Regions from separate parts of the Mus musculus genome. Here all the other regions are linked to region 1. The links are chromatin contacts, called in public promoter capture Hi-C maps. All regions are on one chromosome and are shown on one strand. Each heading gives the region's core, a stretch centred on a gene start, on an enhancer-like site or on the middle of the called end of the contact. The rest is flanking DNA. Distances are from core to core; before and after follow the strand shown.

The links. Promoter capture Hi-C pulls out the DNA fragments that hold promoters and counts their contacts.
Region 2: a contact with region 1 is called in a promoter capture Hi-C map of liver, with 7 times the contacts expected there. The contact joins the promoter of Bivm here to the promoter of Slc40a1 in region 1. A contact is called at or near these places in 5 of 39 promoter capture datasets (cranial neural crest, frontonasal cranial neural crest, hippocampal neurons and 1 more) and 1 of 9 other capture datasets (pancreatic islet).
Region 3: a contact with region 1 is called in a promoter capture Hi-C map of stem cell-derived epiblast-like cells, with 3 times the contacts expected there. The contact joins the promoter of Gulp1 here to the promoter of Slc40a1 in region 1. A contact is called at or near these places in 4 of 39 promoter capture datasets (the 3T3-L1 cell line, cranial neural crest, hippocampal neurons and 1 more) and 1 of 484 Hi-C or Micro-C datasets (uterus).
Region 4: a promoter capture Hi-C map of liver shows a contact between it and region 1, with 5 times the contacts expected there. The contact joins the promoter of Tpp2 here to the promoter of Slc40a1 in region 1. A contact is called at or near these places in 3 of 39 promoter capture datasets (liver and neutrophils) and 1 of 115 datasets of contacts at active chromatin or transcription factors (astrocytes).

What each region holds. Positions count from the first base shown.
Region 1 is chr1:45,923,383-45,929,097 of GRCm38.p6, forward strand. Slc40a1 (solute carrier family 40 (iron-regulated transporter), member 1) reads right to left here and starts at 2,212. Exons shown (of 8, transcript NM_016917.2): 1 at 1,839-2,212; 2 at 1,335-1,402. The coding sequence starts at 1,881.
Region 2 is chr1:44,117,236-44,122,262 of GRCm38.p6, forward strand. It overlaps Bivm (basic, immunoglobulin-like variable motif containing), which reads left to right and starts at 2,733. Exons shown (of 10, transcript NM_144558.4): 1 at 2,733-3,039. Poglut2 (protein O-glucosyltransferase 2) reads right to left here and starts at 1,538. Exons shown (of 10, transcript NM_023645.3): 1 at 1,083-1,538; 2 at 1-8. The coding sequence starts at 1,264.
Region 3 is chr1:44,549,599-44,554,742 of GRCm38.p6, forward strand. It overlaps Gulp1 (GULP, engulfment adaptor PTB domain containing 1), which reads left to right and starts at 2,073. Exons shown (of 11, transcript NM_028450.3): 1 at 2,073-2,274. It overlaps Gm39635 (a long non-coding RNA gene), which reads right to left and starts at 1,859. Exons shown (of 3, transcript XR_865406.1): 1 at 1,782-1,859; 2 at 711-1,112.
Region 4 is chr1:43,930,264-43,935,631 of GRCm38.p6, forward strand. It overlaps Tpp2 (tripeptidyl peptidase II), which reads left to right and starts at 3,731. Exons shown (of 29, transcript NM_001310540.1): 1 at 3,731-3,990. The coding sequence starts at 3,826.

The DNA of each region.
Region 1 (5,715 bases), core at 962-3,461:
TTTCTTTTGGAACTTGCTTTAAATTTTCTGACGGAAGTCTTTTTCAAATTGCCCTGGAACACACATAGCTCCTCTCATGTTTCTGGAGCCTGACACCCAGTCTGTCACCCAAAGGTCACATGAACCTGGAAGTTAATCAGTGCTTAGAAGCGAGGCACCTGGTTGTCCAAGGGGACTTCAGACACGTCCATTACTGGTCCTTTTAATGCTTATTATGACATTAAATTGGGAGAACAAACTATTGGTTTAGATGTATAAAGGGTTCTTCACTGTTTTGTTTTGCTTTTCCCCCTTATACCCATCTTCAAAGCAAACTCTAGCCAATTCCACTTTGTTTATTCATTTATTTGCAAAATCACCCCCTTTGTAAGCATTCAAAAAGATGGGAGCTTCCTTTTCTAAAAAGTTATCTAGGACTGCTATTCCTTAGAGAGCCAACAACCCAACTTAATTTCCCAATGGCATAGGGAATACATTTCCTCATGATGGTTTCCATTCACGTCTTATAAATCAATCAATAGGGGATTTCATTAAAAAGAAATTAGCACTTCAAAATATTCTTTAGAAATTCATTTTCCTTATTTGTAACGCACAGAATATGTTTATGCTTTTAAGCAGTAAGAATGATTGTTTAACCCGACAGTTTCTAATAATTATCCATTGAGCACAGCCAGCCTGCTAATGAGTATCGAGGAGTTGATAGAGGATCCCAGGCCAGCAGAAAAACTGAGATTCTCCCATAGGAAGCCAAAGGAAGAACTGTGAATCCATAGCTAATTTTCATTGGGTGGTGGCTTTTAACACTACCCACAAATTAAGTAGCCACAGATAACAACTTCGAAGATTAGAGCTGTTATCATTTAGATGTTTGATCATTGATTAGGTATACTTAAACTCATCTTACAATACTATTGTAATCCTATTATGCCAGTTTTCGCCAGTCTACCCTTGTACTCTGTTTCTATAATGCTGCATGCTGGTACCAGACGTAAACCCAAGAGGGCCCATGAAATACCTTTCCAGTTCAGTAGGAGGCCCAGTTAGAATTTACCAACCCTAGTAACTATGCAAGTTTTCCTGTCCTTGTGGATCTTGTTTCAAACAGTTGTCGGTCTATGTAAAGCTTTAGAATTTCACTATTAAGTAAAATTTACTAACACTCATGGGAAACATCTTTGAAGAAAACAACGTTTTTGTTGAAACATGTGTTTTAGAACGATTTATTTACTTAACGGAATGAGAAAACTGCAAGTTCTCCAATACAACTGTCTCCGATGAGAGTAAACAACAGCTTGTGCAACGATGTCTCAAGAACTGTGTGCATTCTCACTTACCCAAGTGGAGAGAGAGTGGCCAAGGTAGAGGAGGAATTTTGCTGAGGTCAGGTAGTTTGCTAAGGATCCTAGAAAGGCACAGAGAACAAGTTAAAAAACGTGTTTAAGCACCCCAATGTGCTCAGATTAGAATTTGCTTTTGGTCGTAATTAAGTCTGATTTTTTTAAACAGGTCACTTACAAGACTGATGCATTCAGTTTACTTAATAGCATCCACTTAAGATTCAGCGTTGTCTCTTGGTCAATAACCGCCCCAACTTCAGGCAGTGAAGAAACTCTTGTTTCAACATTCCTTAACTTTGGTGGGGTTTGTTTTTTTAATGCAAGAAATTTCACCCTGCCCAGGTTACTCTATCCCTGCCTATATGTAAGTTCTTTTATTCAAACTATGAGTTTATATTCTTCTTCACCCTCCATCAAAACCCAAGTCAACCCTCATGGAACTACATCTCCCCGTCCCCACCTGCATTCCCACCATTTGAAACATTCGATTACTCAACTCACCACAGCATCCTTCCTGATGGGTTTGATCTCTTGCCTTGGTCATGACACCAGGCGTTCTCCCCTTGTTTGTTCTGATGCTGGTAGCTTTAGCTGCTCTTGCCCGGGAGCTTGTTCACAGGAGTGAGAGGAACCGAAGATAGCACCAGTATAAGCACAACAGCCTTATGCCGAAAGACCCCAAAGGACAACTAAGGCAAACAACAACAGCAAAGCTGTCACGGGGTCTTCTTTTTGTCTTCTTTCCAAACTTAGCTAACACTGTAGCTGAAGTTGGAAAGCCAAAGCCTTATGGGAGCGGGTTGGAGGATCCACCGGCCGCAGGAGACCCCGAGCCTGCTCTCGCCGCCGCCGCCGCCGCCGCCACCGCCGCGGGCAGGGCAGCGGCTTATAGGGAGCCGGGGGCGGAGCTTGAGAGAGCAGGGACCGCCCTTCGCGGCTGGACGTCCAGGTCCGCGCCAGCTACGCTCCCACCGCCCTCCCAGGAGGCGCAAACAACCTGCGCTTTGGCTGGGCTACCGCAGGAGAAGCCAAGGGGTGACCCGCACAGTAGGACGGGGACTGTATGCGGACCCCGAGGGGACACTACAGAAACATTTTGCACAAAGTCGTTTGGCAGGTGCTAGAAGGAAGCTCTTCTCTCTGGCCACCAGATTGCCGGACAGTCCCTAGGCAAAGCTCAGCGGGAGCTGGCGCGGAAAAAAAGGAGCCTCCCACCCTAGCTACCCTTCGGAATGCAGGTAGCTAAGTAAATACAAGTCATGTCCGGCCTGCCTGCGGCGCAGAATGTTTTCCTTCTCCGAACTATAGAGAGGGCTCTCTCTCAAAAGCTGCGGAATCAAAGCTCAGGAAGCAGGCTCAAAGATCACAATGTAGCCCCGCGCAGCCCAGTGATCGAACGCAGGCCGCCTTCTGTGCCACAGGCACTGCAAGGAGGCAGCGCCCTTCACTGTCCTTTCCCTCTGAGTTCTAACCCTAGCCGCTCCTGCCTCTTTGGCTACTCCACAGGCTCCAAGTGCTGAAGGGAAGTAACCAGGAATACCGGTTGTCCCAGTTGGGACCCTGGGTCTGGCCCCGTGCAGATAAAGCCCTTTTGGTAGCCTCCTGGGGGGACAGGTGAATACACACCAGGTGTAAGCCTCTAATGACCTCCGTTTCCTCCCCAGGGCATACCTGCTTCTTGTGTCAGCCCTTCCCTTCCCTTACCTTTGTCAGGTTTGTCAACACTTCAAGAGTGATCCTAAACATTGAAACTCCAACCGGCTTGCACTCTTCCAGCCCTGCCAGAATGACACCTGGTAATGAAGAGAGCCACTCATGAGCACAGGCCTTGTATCTGGACTCTCTATCAGAAGCCCCAAAGGTCTTTGCGGGCGGGGTGCAGCTGGATTCGTTAGGATGAGGTCTGCAGAACCGAGATAGGGCTTTGCTACTGCAACCGCTTTTTGTCCTTTGCAAACCTTTCTCTCTCCTGACACACAAAACGTTTAAGTCCTTTCTCCTCTATCGCAGGTTCGGGTATGTCTGCTGAAGTTGCAAAATGGGGTAGTATATCCAAATGTCTTTTGGAGTAAACCTAAAGTGTGCTTACATGAAGCACTTAGGAAGGGATCATCTAGCAAGTTCTGACGGTTTCTTTCTCTCTGTCTCTCTCTGTCTCTGTCTCTCTGTCTCTCTGTCTCTCTCTTCCCCCAGCCCTTCCTTCCTTTCCTTTAATTTTGTTGATCTTCAGAATACAAACTATCCTGATTCCCTGCACGTATGTGCCAATAACAGGATCTCCATGCCCTTTGCATTAAGTACAGTGTGCCTTAAGAGCTATCCCCCACATCTAGTCAGAAGACTCTGAGAAACAGGAGCTCAGTTGATGCGTGCTTCAAAGTGTGATGTGTTCTCCATTGTCATCAATGGGGAGCTTCTGTTCCCCATTGTCACCAAGGAGTCCTCAGAAGCCCAAACTAGGAGAGTGCTAAGAACAGGTGGGGTCCCACAGTGAAGCAAGCAGCAAATGAGCAAGATTCATAGACAGAAAAAGCATTCAATATCTGAGGACTTGGCCAGGGCTCCTATCCTAGTCGTTGGGAATGAATAGTTAGTGTATTGTTGGAGCTCATGACATAGAAGGAGTTAAAATAGAAAATGGAATAAAAATTCTCAGAACGCTTGGAGTACACAAGTGACAGAGTTTCCTGGCCTTGACATTCCAGATTAGAAAGCATAGCTCAGTCACAAGACACCACTGGCTCTTCCTCCTACCACAGAAACATTTCACTGATTGAAAAGTAAAGTTTCATCCAAAAGCAATGTTTTCCCTCTCAGAACAGAAAATATATAACTTTCTTATCAATGTAATCATAACTAAACAAGTCATGCATGTTTTAAACCAGTTTTCAAAAACAAAAAATAAGTGCCCCCCAAAACTATTTCTCAATTCATTTCAATATGATATTTATGAGACAGAATCTAAGTTACTCATACCAGCTCTGAACTCAGAATCCTTCTGCCTCAGCTTCCCCAGCACTGGAATAACAGGCGTGTGTCACTATTGAGCTGTTTAAAAGTCTGTTAGTTTTAAAAGAGCCTTTTAAATCTTCCAGCCAGAATAAAATGTACTCTGATTGGAAGTTGTTAACACATATTTATGGTTGGGGAATAAAAGGACTTATTCCTTCCTTTCAAGTTGTGTTTTTACTTACCTCCAGGGCCCTCAGTTGCCTCTTCTGCACCTGCAGCTCTCCAGATCAAAAACAGCACAGGGAATGGCCACTACTCCACAGCCGTGAAGACAAATGAAAAGGAAAAAACACAGTGGGGTTATCATCCACTGTTACAGGAAGCCTTAGCTCTGAGGACAGAGCTCCCATCAGATGCAAAGCTTTAACAGTACAAAGCCACAATTCTGTTCAAGTGCCTTTCAAGACTGTCTGAGACTTCTATAAGCTTCAAACTGAGTAGACTCTTGAGAAATTCAAATTCAGGGTCTTACTTCAAGTCATAGACAACGAACAGAAAGATGATCATCATCATAACGCTTTATTTTGGTTGAGTATCCCAAGAAACTCAACCTTGGCAAGCTTTGTATAAATACGTGACCTCTCCTCCATTCTCCTCATACATCTCTAGCTTTAAAAAATGAATGCATAATATTTCAAAAGTATATATTTAATATGTAATATACATTATTTACATTATATATTATATATAAATATTTTGTTATACAACATTTATAACATATAATATATAAACATTTATAAGTATGTGTTATACATAATATATAGTATTTGTGTATGAATATTAAATATATATTTATTACATTATATACGTGGTAATATATACACTGTGTATGTTACAATAATGTATACAATAATAATAATAATAATAATAATAATATCATAGTTGTCCTCAAGGTCTGAAAGAAGAGTAGGTAATGACAAGATCCTGGGCACTGGGCATAAAATGATGGATGTCTTGTCACTGGTGATGATGCAACATTGTGAATTATCCAAAGTGTCAAAGCTGTATTAAAATGACATAAACAATGAATTTATCTCATGTGATTTTTTTTACCTCAGTTATTAAAAAAACAAAAACAAAAAACAGTGTCTTAAAAGGAAACTCTGCCATTTTCCCAAATCAGGGATTAATATAGGAAAGATATGTAGAAAGAAGAAAACAGAAATCAAATCTTGCACGTTATATTGGAAACTAAAATAGAGAGCTGTGTTCATTGTTTAATTTTCTCCATATATAGCCAGAAAATATATATGAATTTCACTTAATAAGTATTTTGGTCTCTTAACTTTTGCCATAGATCCTTTCTGTCTAACTTTATTTCTGTTATGAAATAAAGTCCATTCCTTTATTGCTTGTTTCCAGCTAA
Region 2 (5,027 bases), core at 1,483-3,982, 1.8 Mb before region 1:
ATGTAAACCTGTTATGGAAAACAATGAGAGATGAGGGTTATTTTTAAGATCAAATGCACGCTACTTATTCTCTTTAATGTGTAAAGGTTGGACCTTCTGCTTTATCCTGATTTTAAGATATTGTTGTTCGATTACTCTCTTAGGCTTTTAGGACCAGAACCAATATGATAGAACAAAGATAAAAAAGAAAACAATAATAACATAAAATAATTTCATTAGATAGTTGCCAGGAGATAACACTTAAGACTAGCAATCTATTTAGCATACCAAACAGAGCACTATCAGTGTACTATTATTAATTCATAACCAACACAGCTGGCAATTTGTCATTTGTAACATGTTTACTTCAAGGATGACCTTATTTGAAAAATTGTTCTTAATGGCTTAAAATACAATCCAGTACTGTGGGGCTAGGGAGATAGCTGAATGGTTTAGAGCATTTACCATTATGTAAAAGACTTAGTTCAGTTCCTAGTATCCATTGTCCTTAAGGCTCACAACTATCTGCAGTTTCAGCTCAAGGAGATTCAAGGCCCTCTTCTGGCTTCCTCCAGCACTTGGGTGTGAGTATACACCCTACCCACATCATGTAATTAAAATATTACTACTAATAAAAGTCTAACAAATATACCAGTACTCTAAATTATGTTTAGTTATGGGGGAAATCAAAATAACTGGTCATCATGTTAGTAACACAAGTGTTTTGGACTGAATATTCCTGCATTTTGAATGCATTTAGTTTCTAGTGTTTAGTTTTCCCATTTAAAAATAACGGAGATTTGTTTAGCCTCAATTCCCATCTAAACAGCCAAGAAGAGAGCTGTTATTTTAGCAATATTATTTACACTATACATATTTCAGAATTATTAAGTCACAGAGAAAAGTTGATTTTGAAGGAAAAGTCTATTATAACCAGATGTAGACAGCACTCGAGAATTCTGGAATGTAAATGGACAGCAGTAAAGACGAGTCGGGGCATATAAAGATGAAGGACAAAACCAAAATAAACAACAGGAACAAAAACCCCTCGAGTTATTTTAAACCGCGATCTCAAATAGTTGAGGAGTCATTTCTCCACTTACTGTTCCCCTGAGGTATCCACCGCCCGAATGTAGAAATAGCGGGCAGGAAGGACCACGTGTGCTTTTAGCCCGGGTCCCCATATTTCGCTCTTCTCTGGGCTCAGCCTCCTCTCTCCGCCGGTCTGGGCAAGTGCTGGCACAGTCCCCAGAAAAAGGCAGGAAAGCAGCGAAATGCTGAACATTTACAAGACCGAGTCTTGGAAGATCCACGAATAAATGCAAACGTGCTAAGTGGACGGAGCTAGCCTGGGTAGGTAGGAGGACGGTGGTCAGTCCTAGCAGCAGTCAAAGTCCCTAAAGTGTCGCTTGACGTGCGGGGTCCGCGCGTGGGACTATGCTGTGCCCAAGAATGTCACAACCCGAGCGGTGGCATGTCCAGGAGAAGGATGCCACACGTTCTGCTGAACCTGGTTAAGAACCGCAGGCTCCACTTTCTCCGGACAATGACAAACTTGTGTTACTCTTGCCACTAGAGCATCACTTTGGGAACGAATCCGTCGCAAGTTCTAGCCAAGGTGAGAGGAGAAGGATTGGCCTGCGCTGTGACCAGTCTTAGTAAAGTCTTCTGCTAGTGGATGAGTGGGTCAGAGTGGAAAACGCGTCCCGGGCCCCTTAGCTTCCTGGGATATGTAGTCCGCCATAGGACTAGCGGAAATCCTGCCAGGAGTTCACCCCCAACTACTTTCGTCCCTTCCCTCCGTCCCTCACTCTCCCTCCTCCTTTCTCCCCCCCTACCTTCCTTTCTACTTCTTTTTTCAACTTTGGAGCACGGCTTTCTGGCAACCTTAAATACTACAGTTGCGCAACTAGCATGTCTGGAGTCACAGCAAAGATTTCCCAACTTATATTTTGTTCAAGGTATCCACCGCAAATGGCAGGTATATAGTAAACGCTGAAAGGGAGGCTAGGTGTTATCAATGATACCCAGTCACTCGGTGCTATTCTTGTGCGCTCAATGGGACGAAAGATTCTGGGCCTTGGGTAGGAGACTTGAGGATGCAGATCTGGTGTTGCCTTCCAGCACCAGAGTTCCGGGACCCAACAGGAACAGAGGTATTCCCCAGCGGAGGGCCTAGCCCAGGCACTGCGGTGCGCTCCGCCTCTCCGTAGCGCCGTCACTGCCTCGTTGCAGGACAACCCCCACCCCCACCCCCACCCCGCCGCGCCCCTGGAAGGATCTGGGTCGAGCTGAGTCTCTGAGGAGAGATGTAAGGGATAGAAATCACCAGAAGAAAGCTCGGCCTGAGGGGGGTGCATCCGTGGGTATCCCTGTACTCTCTTCAGGAGCGGGTCTCCACGCTGCGCTAGCGGATCCCAGGCACCCGGCCTGCAGTGGCCATCCTCTCTTTGCACCCTCGCTTCTCGGCCAGTGAGGTCAAGAGGAGTAGCAGGCTTTGTCCTCCCTCCACGGGGTAAGGGGCGTGGAAAACATAGACGGCCTGGTTGTGAGCCAAGGCAAGGGGATTCTTTTTCCCCCTGCCCCCCCCCCCCCCCCGCTATTGTTATTATTGGTGATATAATCATTCATCGCGGCCTCCCCTCCCAGCTCTCAGGCTGTCACTGTCTGCGTGCCACCAGCCTCTCCAGTCCCTAGCGCGTAGGAAGCGGCCCCCTTCAGGCCTGCGCGCTCCCCCTCCTGGCGAGCCTTTTCTTCCGGCTGGGAGTGAGGGAGCAGGCCGGGAGGAGGTTACAAGGCTTTAGATCTGGTCTTGGCCAGTGGGGACTAGGGACGCCTGGCACTGGGTTGGCCACCGCAGGACAGTAGTGGGAACCCGGCACAGTAGCGCTGCAGCAGTTGCACTTGCAACATCCCTGCTCTCCCGGTTCTCCTCCACCTGCACCTTTGTCACCTTCAGGTGCTTCGGAGCCTCAAAGAGGGGGCAGTGGGAAGTCTCCTGGCTCCTCAGAGTCTGAACTCCAGAGGGCATCATGTGCTGCATGAATCTCATACTCACAGGTAGGCCTCCCAGGTCTGGTCTGGTAGTCTAGGCAAGGGCGCTGATAGAAAAGGGGGGCGGGGGGGGCACCTGGCTGCTGTCTTAGCAGCTCTTATCAATCCTCAGCAAAACACTTTTCTGGGTCTCAGTTGCTTTCTATGCAGAATATTGATTATACTGTTTGTGATATGTGGAAGGCTTTACTGAGATTTTATTGGATGTCTAGCTCTCTACTGAATGTGATACTTCAGCATGTAGACACGAAAGGCACATAAATGGAAAAGAATAAACTCAGGCAATCGATATCGGTTTTGCAAACAGTATGTTTATTTGACAGAATTGTTCATTCCAAAGACTTTCATAAGTCATTCCTCTAGTGCCGTCCTAGAAGCTTGGGGTTTATATTGCTTATGAGATACTGTGAATAAATTGAGTGGTATTCCGCAAGTCCTAATATGTTAATCAAAACGAGGGAGAACAATTTCAATAATGCCTAGTGCATTGTAGACACCTAAAAATGTTTGTTAGACCTGGCTTCTACAAGACTAGGCCTGGAGATGCAATTTCAGGAAAACTAGACTTTCAGGAGTTAACCATTTGTGTACACACACACACACACACACACACACACACACACACATTTAGAAAGCTTAATCATATTCTAGAAAGAAAAGTTCCTCACTATGGATAGGGTATCTGGCCTAGTTAGAACAGCAAAAAAAAAAAAAAAGTTCTTCAGAAAGTGACATTTGAGTATAACTTTGAAAGATGGATGAGAATGAATAATTAGTAAGGGGCTACAGGAAGACAACATTCAGAAAACCAAAAAGTAATGTGGAAGGACAGAAGAAGGTATGTAGGGTAAGGAGTTGATCTTTTGCTTCAATAGCTGAGGGCCTTAGGCAGAAAATTTCTATGAGGATATATATGTAGCAGACTTTACTCTTTGATGTCTATGCAGGGATCAGACTAGAAAGAACAGCTCAAAGGGTGGGTGGCATGAAGTTATAAGCATAAAGATAAAAGCAGATATAAACCCCAGATAGCTGCAGATACAGTGCTGGACAATCAATCAGCCTTCATAACTCCGTTTTCCCTGAGACTACCATTGCATCTTACTAGAATAATCTATGCCTGTAATGGTCTTGTTTCCAGTAGTTGTGGCTTTCTTCATTCTAAGAAAGCAGGCTCTGAGTGAAGTCCTAAGGATACCATAGCAGAAGCCCTTCAGAGTTTAACTACAAAGGGTGGAGATGCAGATCAGTCACGGGATGCAAAGAAGTAGAGTGCCAGCATGGGTTCTGGGTCATTCTTTTTCATTTTCTGTGAATATCTTCTGATATTTCATAATTTTCTACAATATACTTTGTGTCATCAAACCTATAAATATATGTATTTTCAGAGATATTCACATAAAACAGTGGTTCAAATGAGGAAATGTTGATATCTTTCATTTTCAGTGACAACTATGTAAAATCTTCAGGTAGATGGCAGGTTTGTTTGTTTTTTTTTAAGATAAAATGAGAGCAAAGAGATTATTTTTATTCAGTGACCATTGCTTAAAGCATACAATCCAAAACCAGATGGTTGCATGTTTTATAAATCAAGTGTTTTACTCTTAACAGCTTCATCTCCTAGCAATTTCCATTGTATTTTTTCATTCATAAATGAACCTGTTTCCCTTGGCAATGTTATTTGGTTAGCTTTGGTTATTTGAGCTAGGGTCTTGCCCGGTGTGTACTGGGCTAGATCAGAAGTAGCTGTGTAGTTTAGTCTAGAGTAGATCTTGCAGCAGCTCTCTTGTATCTGCATCTTGAGTCTTGGAATTACAGAAATGGGCTACCACGTTCTATTTTGACCATACTTTTTTTCTTTCCATATGTTCCAAATGAGCATAAAACCATCAAACTCTGGTACATTGTACTAGTCCCATAGGCAAAATTATATTCAAGGTGAGCGAGGCAGTGATGGCAAGGTAAGGTTAATGTCGGGTTGTGATCTACAAAAG
Region 3 (5,144 bases), core at 823-3,322, 1.4 Mb before region 1:
TGTACACTTGACTGCCATAAACTATAAATAACACCTAAGTCTTTTCTCCTATTGTAATTGGATAGGTAACAAGAGTGTCCTGGAAAAGAGAAAGAGTAAGAAAGGGGTCTGAAATGGATTTCGGTCCCTCTGCTGCCTCTGCCCTGGCTTGGACTACATCATGTTCCAAAGCACATCGATATTTACGCATGTTAGCCGTGTAAACCGCTTTATATCTTTCCCCTTTATTTTTACATCCGAACTAAAATTGGGACAGCTAAATTTTAAGGATTATCTTCCCAGAAAGGTTCTCAGCGGTCCTCTCACGCTCCAAGATTCTCTCTTATGAGGATGTGTTCTTCTTCTTTTCCCAGTCAGAAGTTTACCAGGCTCATTTAAGAATAGTTTGCTGTGGCTGGGTGTGGTGGCGCATGCCTTTAATCCCAGCACTTGGGAGACAGAGAGAGGCGAATTTCTGAGTTCAAGTTCGAGGCCAGCCTGGTCTACAGAAAAAAAGGAATGGTTTGCTGTTTTCCTCTCAACTCCACACCATTTCTGTTCTGAATTCTGAGGTAAGCACAGAAAGATTGCTAATAAGTAGAATGTGGCTGTCGAGAAAGTTGTCCTATTATTTTGGAGGGAGGGTGTTGGAGTAGGGGGATGTAGGGTTGTGGGTCCCAAGTCCACTCCACTACAGGGCACCGGCGCTTGGGAATCTTGACAGGACTTACCCCACACTGTCCCTGGGTGGGTGTTGGGCTGCAGGGAAGCCACGGGACTCTGCTCCGGGGGTGGGGAAGCACAGCCTGAGGTGCAGGACAGCCAGAGCTGGCTTGGAGCTCCCCAGGCCTGTGATAAGACCTGGTCTTCTGGTTCTCAGGCTCTTGGACATCCAGGTGCGGCTGGAAGCTGAGGAAGAGCTGAAAGCAGAGTGGGGGCCCGAGGGTTGGATCTAGCCCAGGGCCAGGGTGGGGGAAAGAAGGGAGGAGCTCTGGCTGGTCTCAGGGGAGAGTCCTTGGCTTGAGTTTAGCTTGGGCTTGGGTCCTGGCTGGGAGCACAGAGAGGCCTTCTATGGAAGATTACACAGTGGCTCTGTAGACAAAGGTCATCTCCGTGTCTCCCTGCGGCAGATCCTGAAGAAAAGAGGCAGTCCTTGGTTTTAAGGCATTTATTGTCATGGCAGAAAGTGGATGTGTAAAACCATACCCCCCTTCTCAGGGTGGGCCTGAGATTAAATACCTTTTACAGGGAGAGTACCTCATTAAAATAGAGATTAGATTTGAGCCTATGTGACCACAGGTCATATCCTCTACCTGTGGAGGGGCTTGGGGAGTTGCGCTTATGTAACTGATGACCACAAATCTATGGAGGATGGAGGTGGGGCTACAGCTAGTGACAGAGGCCTGGTGTCCAGGAGCAGGCAAAAACTCCTACTGTCCCTTCATGGTCTCCTGGGCATTTAGCCTTAGCTCAACCAGGGACCAGCTACCTTTCACCGCCCCACGGGGGGGAGGGGTAACGTGCAAAGATTCAGACAGAGTTTAAAAGAGAAAGAAAGAAAGAAAGAAAGAAAGAAAGAAAGAAAGGAAGGAAGAAAGAAAGAAAGAAAGAAGAGAAGAGAAGAGAAGAGAAGAGAAGAGAAGAGAAGAGAAGAGAAGAGAAGAAAAGAAAAAAGAAAAGAAAAAGTCTAGTCCCTGCAGCTGCGTTTCACGAGGCTGTGGAGAGCCCTCCTCACTTATATTTATGCCCTTTCTGTGTCACTTTCTTTTTTGTTAAACCTCAGAGGTGTTTTAAATTCTTACCAAACAGCATCTGTGGGAGGAGGTTTAAAAGGAAACCTGGAGCTGTGGAAGTGGGGCGGGGCCGGTGTTTTCTCTCCGTCTGAAATAAGAATGGACAGCTTCTTCTGGAAACCGGTTTCTTTCTGTCTTACTCCCTAACCTCTCCAGGTCTGCCTTTAAAAGCAGGACAGTTCTGCATTACTGCAGAAAACCCCACCAGCGTCCCTAGTGCGCACACAGAGCCGGAGTTTTCTTCTGGCCGAGAGGGGGAGCCCGGCGATCCTAGCCCTCAGCAACCGGGAGTCCCGACCCAGCCCCTGCCGTCGCCAGCACCAGTTTGGGCTTCAGCGGATTAGAAGGAGGGAGAGGACCAGAGCCCTAGGGTCCGGAGCCCAGTGCCTTTCGAACCTGCACAAAGTTTTCCTGTGGGATACGAACACGCGATCGTGGGCCACGGTTCCCGGAGCTCCTGTGCCTGCCCCAGCCCTGCGACCGCATCCCTCTACAAGCCAGGGTAGGAAGCGGGAGCGTCTCTGGTCCGGCCAGCTATGGCCAGGTGGCGCGGAACCAGGAACAGACCCCGAGAGGAAAGCGCAGTTAGCAGGAGGGTGAGGAGGGCACCGGGCTGCGACCGCTTATAGGTTGCGCAGATTCCGACCCCGAGGGCACAGGGAGTCTGTGGGCACTGAAAGAGGGACCTGTTGCTGCAGGCGGGGGCAGTGAGGGAGGAAGATGGGGCCACCCAGGGACGCCAGCCCTGTGCCTTCCCGCCGCATCCTCCCCTCGACCCAAGGAGGAACTTCTGGGCGAGGTGGGGGCTAGCAGGCGTCGGGAGCAAGCGGTGGGGGGACGCTGGACCATCCCGCCCGCTGCGGGTGCATGGAACAGAGGCTGCTCAGCAAAAGGAGGCATCGCTGGGTCAACTAGGCGACCCGAGAGCCAACTTCCTCCAGCTTGGTCTCGCTTTGTTTGGGTCGCTGTAAAAATGTGGGCAGCGGCAGGGGAGGCGGCAAGGAGCTTGTGACTGGGCCGCAGATACTTTAAAGCCCTACGTGGGTAGGGCCCCCACTCTCGGGCGGTGTCCATGCGGCTGCCCTTTGGCTAGGCCGGTCAGATCCCCGCTTCTGCGGGCGTTATGTTAGTGGGACTCAGCTTGCCAAGCTTGCTTGCTCTGGTCCACCTCCTGGTGGTGGCCCAACTGGCTCTCTATCCTGGGGCTGCTGGGCTGATTTCCCTGTTTGCAGGAGGGAACTCTGGGCAGTCTAGTTTTCTTGGAATGTGTTTACAATGTAGAATGGGACTTGAACAGGAAGCTGAACGCTGCAGCTAGAAATAGCGTGCCAAGGTAGAGTGAGGGAGATACAGCTGCTGTTGGGGAAACTCTCAAGTGTGGGCTGGCAGTCAAGGAACACCCCTACCTCACCCCGACACACACACACACACACACACACACACGCACACGCACACACACACACACAGCGTCTTAGTTTTTCTTGATGGAGCTTGTCTTTGTTAATAGACATTTACGTGCGATATTTCAGTCTGTTTGACAACATAATATCAATTAGGAAGATTTAATAACTGTGTATTCTGTCTGCTTTTAAAAATGCTGCACCAACATTTAAGAATGAAAACTTTCTAGACTCTGTCAATTCTATTAATTCTAGGGCTTGCAGAGGCCAGGATACCTATGATTTTATGTAGTCCATATGGCTGAACAGGTCGTAAAAGAGTACGAATTAGAAAACAGAGTAAACGATGAGAGGTGGAAAATCCTGAAAGGAATTGGATTTTTTTTTTCAGTTTTGCAAATTGCCTGGTTGCTCTGCCAGCCTTTCCCTCCTTCTTCCTCATAATCAAATAGCTAGAAATTGCTAGAAAACCCACCGAATGGGAGAGTTTGGACGCTGGTGTCTGCAAGCTTTTCTAGAAACAACGGTGAGACTAAGGTACTGCTTCACTGCATAATTAAACTCTCCTTGAGCTGTCCAGGAGCATTTCCCAAGTTTTTAAGACTGACAAGAAAAGAATGGAAGAATCTGGCAGGCAGCCAAACTAGACTGAACTCAGTAGGCAGGCCTGAAAGAGACTCGGGAAGTTGCAGGGCATAATTTGAATGGCTTGGTGGTGGTACTGGGGCTTAAATAGGGGGGTTCTTTTAAAATGAAAACTTTAAATGACTAAGAGTCTTTGGGGAAAAAAATAAAAACAAAAACAATTGACTAAGCATAGAATGCAGTTGAATATCAAGGAGAGTTAAGAAGGCCCAAAGGGAAGTGTGGTCCTTTCCACCCTTGCTCTGAAATAGCAACAGTTTGCGTGTGCTTACCCTGTTACTCGGTCTTCTCCAGATGCACCTTGTTAGCTGCCACTTCAGTCCTTCAGGCCTTGACCTTTCTTCTTTGTTTTCATGGCCAGTAAGAATGAAAGACCAGCACTGAGCAGATGGTTTTCCACCTAAATTGATTAATTCAATTAATTTCAGATAGCTTGGATTTGGGATCATAGAATTAAAGGGGAAAATTCATCTAGTATGTCTTTCTTGTATTACAGAAGAGCCCCCATAATAAACAAATCTTCCTCCTTTCCCTGAAGCAGGATAAATCAGGGTGCAAACTTACTGCTCCTTTCTCAATTCCAGGCAATCTAGAAACCCTGAGCCTTATCTGAAATTCAGACCCTTTTCTTTATTATCTTTGCTTCTATTTAATCTGTCCCTCAATTTGTTCCTTAGTGAGGTGGATGAGGTAGGCATGGGAGGTAAAGGGTAAAAAGCAAATGTGGTTTGTATTCCTTCTGAATGTTGGAGTTTGAGGTTGTAAATGTCACTCTTCTCTCTGAGGTTGACTTTATGAATCACCCTGTGCAAAGTGTCTTTCTTTACCATGACTTTAGTTTTTCCACTTGCAAAATAAACTTTCCTCTACACATTCCCAAGGTCACTAAAGGGATCAAGTGATGTGAAAAGCTTTTTTTTAAAGGTCATGACTTTTCTCACTGAGTCTATGAGAATAAAATTGAGTTGTTTATATCTGTTATACGTGCACAATAATATTTCTGTAAACTTATTTTTTACCTTTTATTCATAGCTATAGTATGACTGCATTGATATTATTGCTACTCCTCCCTTTCTGATTTAACATCTCCTGTCCTTTTCCCACAATTTGTCAAGTTAATCTCTTCATATATCACACACACACACACACACACACACACACACACACACACACAACTAAGAAAAACCTTACTACTTTCACTTACTGTTACTGGTATGTTTAGGATGACCACTTGGGATAAAGTAACTTGTGTCAAGGATCCAGTCCCGGGAGGAAACTCTTCTCTCAAAGCCACTGATTGACTGTAGCTCTTCGTGGAGGGATGGGA
Region 4 (5,368 bases), core at 2,481-4,980, 2.0 Mb before region 1:
AAGGACACTGTCAATTGGGGAAAAAAAGGCAACCTACAGATTGGGAAAATATCTTGACCAACCCTACATCCAATAGAGGGCTAATATCAAATATATAAAAAGAACTCAGTAAGTTAGACTCTAGAGACCCAAGTAACCACACTAAAAATGGGGTACAGAGCAAAACAAATATTTCTCAACTGAGAAATCTCAATGCAAATCAAAACAACCATGAGATTCCACCTCAGACCAGTCAGAATAGCTAAGATCAGAAACTCAGGTGACATTAGATGCTCGCAAGGATGTGGTGGGATTGCAAGCTTGTACAACCACTCTGGAAATCAGTCCGGTGGTTCCTGAGAAAATTGGACAGAATACCACTTAAGGACCCAGATATATCATTCCTGGGCATATACCCAAAAAAAGATGCTCCAACATATAACAAGGACACATGCTAAACTATGTTCATAGCAGCCTTATTTAATAATAGCCAGAAGCTGGAAATGACCCAGATGTCCTTCAACTGAGGAATGGATATAGAAAATGTGGTACAATTACACAATGGGGTACTACTCAGTTATTAAAAACAATGACTTTATGAAATTCTTAGGCAAATGGGTAGATCTAGAAAATAACATTCTGAGTGAGGTAACCCAGTCACAAAACAACAACAACAAACAAAACAAAACAAAACAAAACAAAAAACCACACACAGTATGTACTCACTGATAAGTGGATATTAGGAAAAAAGTTAGGAATACCCACCATATGACTCACAGCTCATATGAAGCCCAAGAAGACTAAAGTGTGGGTGCTTCAGTCCTGCTTAGAAGATGGAACAAAATAATCATGGGAGGTAGAAGCAGGGAGAGAAGAGGGATGAAGAAAAAAGAGATCAGGTGTGGGAGGAGACAGAAGAGAATTCAGGAAATTGAATGGAGCAGTGTAGCAATAGGGAATGGGGAACTGGGGGGAGCCACTAGAAAGTCCCAGATGCCAGGAAAGCAAGAGGCTCCCAGGACCCAACGGGGATGACTTTAGCTAAAATACCCAAGAAAGAGGACAGAGAACCTGTAGAGAACATATCTAGAGGTAGGCCTGCACCTACCTCATAAATATTAACCCAGAATTGATTCTGTCTAAAGGAAATGCAGGGACAAGAGTGGATCAGAGCCGGGCGTGGTGGCGCACGCCTTTGATCCCAACACTCGGGAGGCAGAGGCAGGCGGATTTCTGAGTTCGAGGCCAGCCTGGTCTACAGGGTGAGTTCCAGGACAGCCAGGGCTATACAGAGAAACCCTGTCTCGAAAAAACCAAAAAAAAAAAAAAAAAAAGAGTGGATCAGAGACTGAAGGAAAGGTCATCCAGAGACTGCCCCACCTATTGGTCCATCCCATCAGGAGACACCAAACCCAGACACTATTGCTGATGCAAAGAAGCATTTGCTGACAGGAGTCTGGTATGGCTGTCTCCTGAGAGGCTGTGCCAGAGCTTTAACAAGCAGATGAGGATGCTTGCAGCCAACCATCAGACTGAGCAAGGAACCCTAATGGAAGAGTTAGGGGGAGGACTGAAGGACCTGAAGGGGTTTGCAACCCCACTGGAAGAACAACAAAATCAACCAACAAGACACCCCCCCCTTCCCCCCCAGAGCTCCCAGGAACTAAAGCACCAACCAGAGTACACATGAAAGGACCCATGGCTCCAGCTGCATATGTAGCAGAGCATATATGCCTTATCTAGCATACATGGAGGGAAGACCCTTGGTCCTGTGGTGGTTCCATGCCCCAGTGTAGGGGAATGCTAGATCAGTAAGGTGTGAGTGGGTTGGTGGATGGGTGGGGGAACTCGCTCATATAAGCAGGGGGCCAGGGGGATGAGATAGGGGGTTTGCTCCAAAGGGTAGCAGCTGATGGCTCTGATTTTATAAGAGACATACACGTGGGAATCTTATACTTATAACTAGAATAGCCTGGTTTTTTTTTTTAAGATTTATTTATTTTATGTATAGGAGTACACTGTAGCTGTCTTCAGACACACCAAAAGAGGGTATCAGATCCCATTACAGATGGTTGTGAGCCACCATGTGGATGCTGGGAATTGAACTCAGGACCTTCAGAAGAGCAGTCAGTGCTTTTATCCGCTGAGGCATCTCTCCAGCCCTAGAATAGCCTGTTATAAATGGAAATATGTCTAATTCTCATCAAACTTCTAGGGAAAAGCTGCCTTTTCTTTCCTCCCTTCCCTCCCATCCCATTTTTTGTTCATTTTAATCTTAAGATTTACTCATTGTTTTCATCAACTTTGTAATTGTAAGTTAACTTAATCCAAAAGAAAAAATTAACATTCTGATCCCAAGAAATTCTTTCAAGTTACAATTTAATATATTTTAATATATTTGCTCATAGAGCAAAGTATGAGGAGTCAATGGAAATGCTGTGGTTTGAAACAAATGGCATACACGGGATTCTAGGAACCTGCCTCTTAAACTGGAGACCATAGAAATGCACAGGGCCCATGATTGAATAGGAAAAAATTATTTTCATCCTCCACATGTTCTTAATTATGAACACAGGCAACCTTTGTTATTAAAGTGTGTAGTTTAGATATATTCAAATGCCATTTACAATTGTTTTCCAATTTAAAAATAACATTAGTTATTAGACTTGACGATGGCTCTGTTATTTAATTTTAAAAAGAGCACACATGTAATTACTTACATATATGAAACTATTGCAATACAACAAAAATTAAGTTGTTATAATTCTTTCAACCGTCTACTTCCTGTATAATCCTATATATTTCATCTTATGCATTTAAAGACATCTCTGTGGTAAGGTGTCTTGAGTTTGTCAATGGGATAATTAAGATTACTCTGGGCGCCTTCTTGCTGCTGGGACTTTTGGAGTAGACACAGCAGTCGCTGCCACTAAAGAGAAGAATTACCACACTTATGGCTGTGGTTCGGTGCTCAGTATTTCAGAGGCCTCCAGGCAGGCTACACACTGAAAAAACGTGCAGAATCTCTCACTGGTACAGAGTAGATTTGTCACAAATAGGAAAATATTAATTCACCCCCACAATATTCTTAATTATGAATGTTGGCAACCTTTGTTACTGGATAATCTGTGTAGTTTAAATTTCAAATGCCATTTACGATTGCTGTCACTGTGCATCCTAATGGGAAAAAAACCCCGCAAACTATGGCTCGGTAACTGTGTTACAAAGAGGAACTTCACTGGAGAAAAGGCAGGTATTTTTCTGAAATTCCGGATGCCAAGGGTAAGTAAGCCACGAAGACAGGAGGGAGCTCATTTCTGTCACGTGTTTTGCTTTGGGGACTCTGGCGACAAAACAGCCGACAACCCACTTCCTGTTGACTAAACAGCACCTCACCCTGCCAGAAAGGCCGGGCCGCTAAATCTGAGACTTCCGCGCTCGACTTTACAGGCTTCCGGTCCGCAGCGGGTTAAGCCAACCTCGGCGGCGTCGCGAGGATCCCACGCCTCAGGCAGACAGCCCGTTCCTCTCGCTGCTTCTCACGGAGAGTGACAGCTCGGAAGGCAAGAACCTCCCTCCAGTGCGTTGTCATCCGCAGCAGCGCACACTCCGTTCCAGCTCTGCAGCCTGGGTAACATTCCCTCGTCGTGACTCGTAGCGGCGCCGTTAGCTTACGTTGAAGCGTATGATTGGCTAGACACCTCTGACCGCACACGATTGGGTACTGGTGGCCAGGCTCCGCCCCTTCCCCACCTCCGTCCCGCGGTAGCCGGGTGTCCTCGCGCCGCTCGTCCGCGCGCTGCCTGGCAGTTTGCCTCTTCCTCGTCTGTCCTCCAGCTTGCGTCCATGGCCACCGCCGCGACCGAGGAGCCCTTTCCTTTCCACGGTCTTCTACCAAAGAAGGAGACCGGGGCCTCCTCCTTCCTGTGCCGCTACCCGGAGTATGACGGGCGCGGGGTGCTCATCGCCGTCCTGGACACAGGGGTCGATCCCGGGGCCCCGGGCATGCAGGTGAGGCGGCGCCCAAGGGCCCGTAGCCCAGAGGGCCGAGCCTGGAACAAGGCGGGGACCGGACGGGCCGGGGCGGCCCGGACAGCTCTGGGAGACCTCCAGGCCCTGTTCCCTGTCCACACAAAAGCGGTGTGGTCAGCGTGGCTGTTCGGGATCGGGGGCCGCGGGGAAGCTTTGCTGGTCAGCCTGGGCGTTCCAGGCCCCACACCTCTTCAGGGTCCGCACCCGACCTCGGCATGGGAAAATTTTACAGTTTTATAGGTCTGGGAGGGCGCGGGAGCGTGGGGGGCACCAACGATAGGGGTAACAGCCTTGAAGAGATCCTTAGTGATGTTTAAGAGATACTCGTTTTGGCAAGGCCAGCAAAGTGAGTTCCCAGAATTCGACCCAGTCCGCTTCCGGAATGGTTTCTTCTGATACTTTTGTTCTATTTTTAAGTTATTTGCTGGTGTTTGTTCAGGGTCCTTGAAATCTTTTGGGTTAGTCTTTTTTTTTTTTTTTTTTTCAAAGGGCCCGACTAATTTGTTTCGGGCGAACTTTTCAGGCCTTATAAAATGTGCATTTTAAACGAGAGAACATACTTTGATTACGACTTCCTAAAAATGACTTCATTTCCTTTATTCAAGTTAGAAGTCTTTAAGAGCAGGGACCTTACTGATGTTAAAAAAAAATGCCTGAATAAAATGTATTCTGTGTTTAAATAGCCTCTTACTAAAACCCCCTCATAAGTACTCTCTAACCTTTGTTGAAGAGCTTATCTGACTAAAACTAGAGTTTATTTACCCTCTTTTCGGTCCGTGGTCAGTTTATCAAATAGATAGATTAGATCACATTGATACCATCTTATCCTTGTTCCTCACAAAAGAGGGATACTAATTCCTCTCCTCCTAGCCCTTGATTTGTTTCCTCCAATCTTTAGTTTTCTCATTGTGCTGCCTAATAATTGACATAAATGGATGGGAAGGTAATTGACGTACATGTTAGAGGTTATTGGAAAGGATAGGAAAGAAGCCTGTGTGGACACTCTGGGACTCTCAGGGAATCCTGCTTCCAAGTGTTTGTTACTTCTTCCCCTTTCTGGTGCACACCTGAGCCCTGAAGCACACAGTGTCAGAGTCTCTGATTAGAAGTTCAAGTGACTACAGTTATTTTATTAATAGTAATTGCTAAGGTTTAAAACTTGGTAACAGCAATGACACGTTGTGAATTTATTACACAGTGGAAGTGCTTCCCAATACACAGGAGTGTGTGTTTACTTTTTGTAGGGTGTGGGAGAACAACTAGGGTAAGTGGCTCACTAGTTCTTAGCGTTAGAGGTTCAGAAAATCCTGAAGATTTTGGCGTAGTACTACTCAGTGGACATTTGTAGAATTTTTGG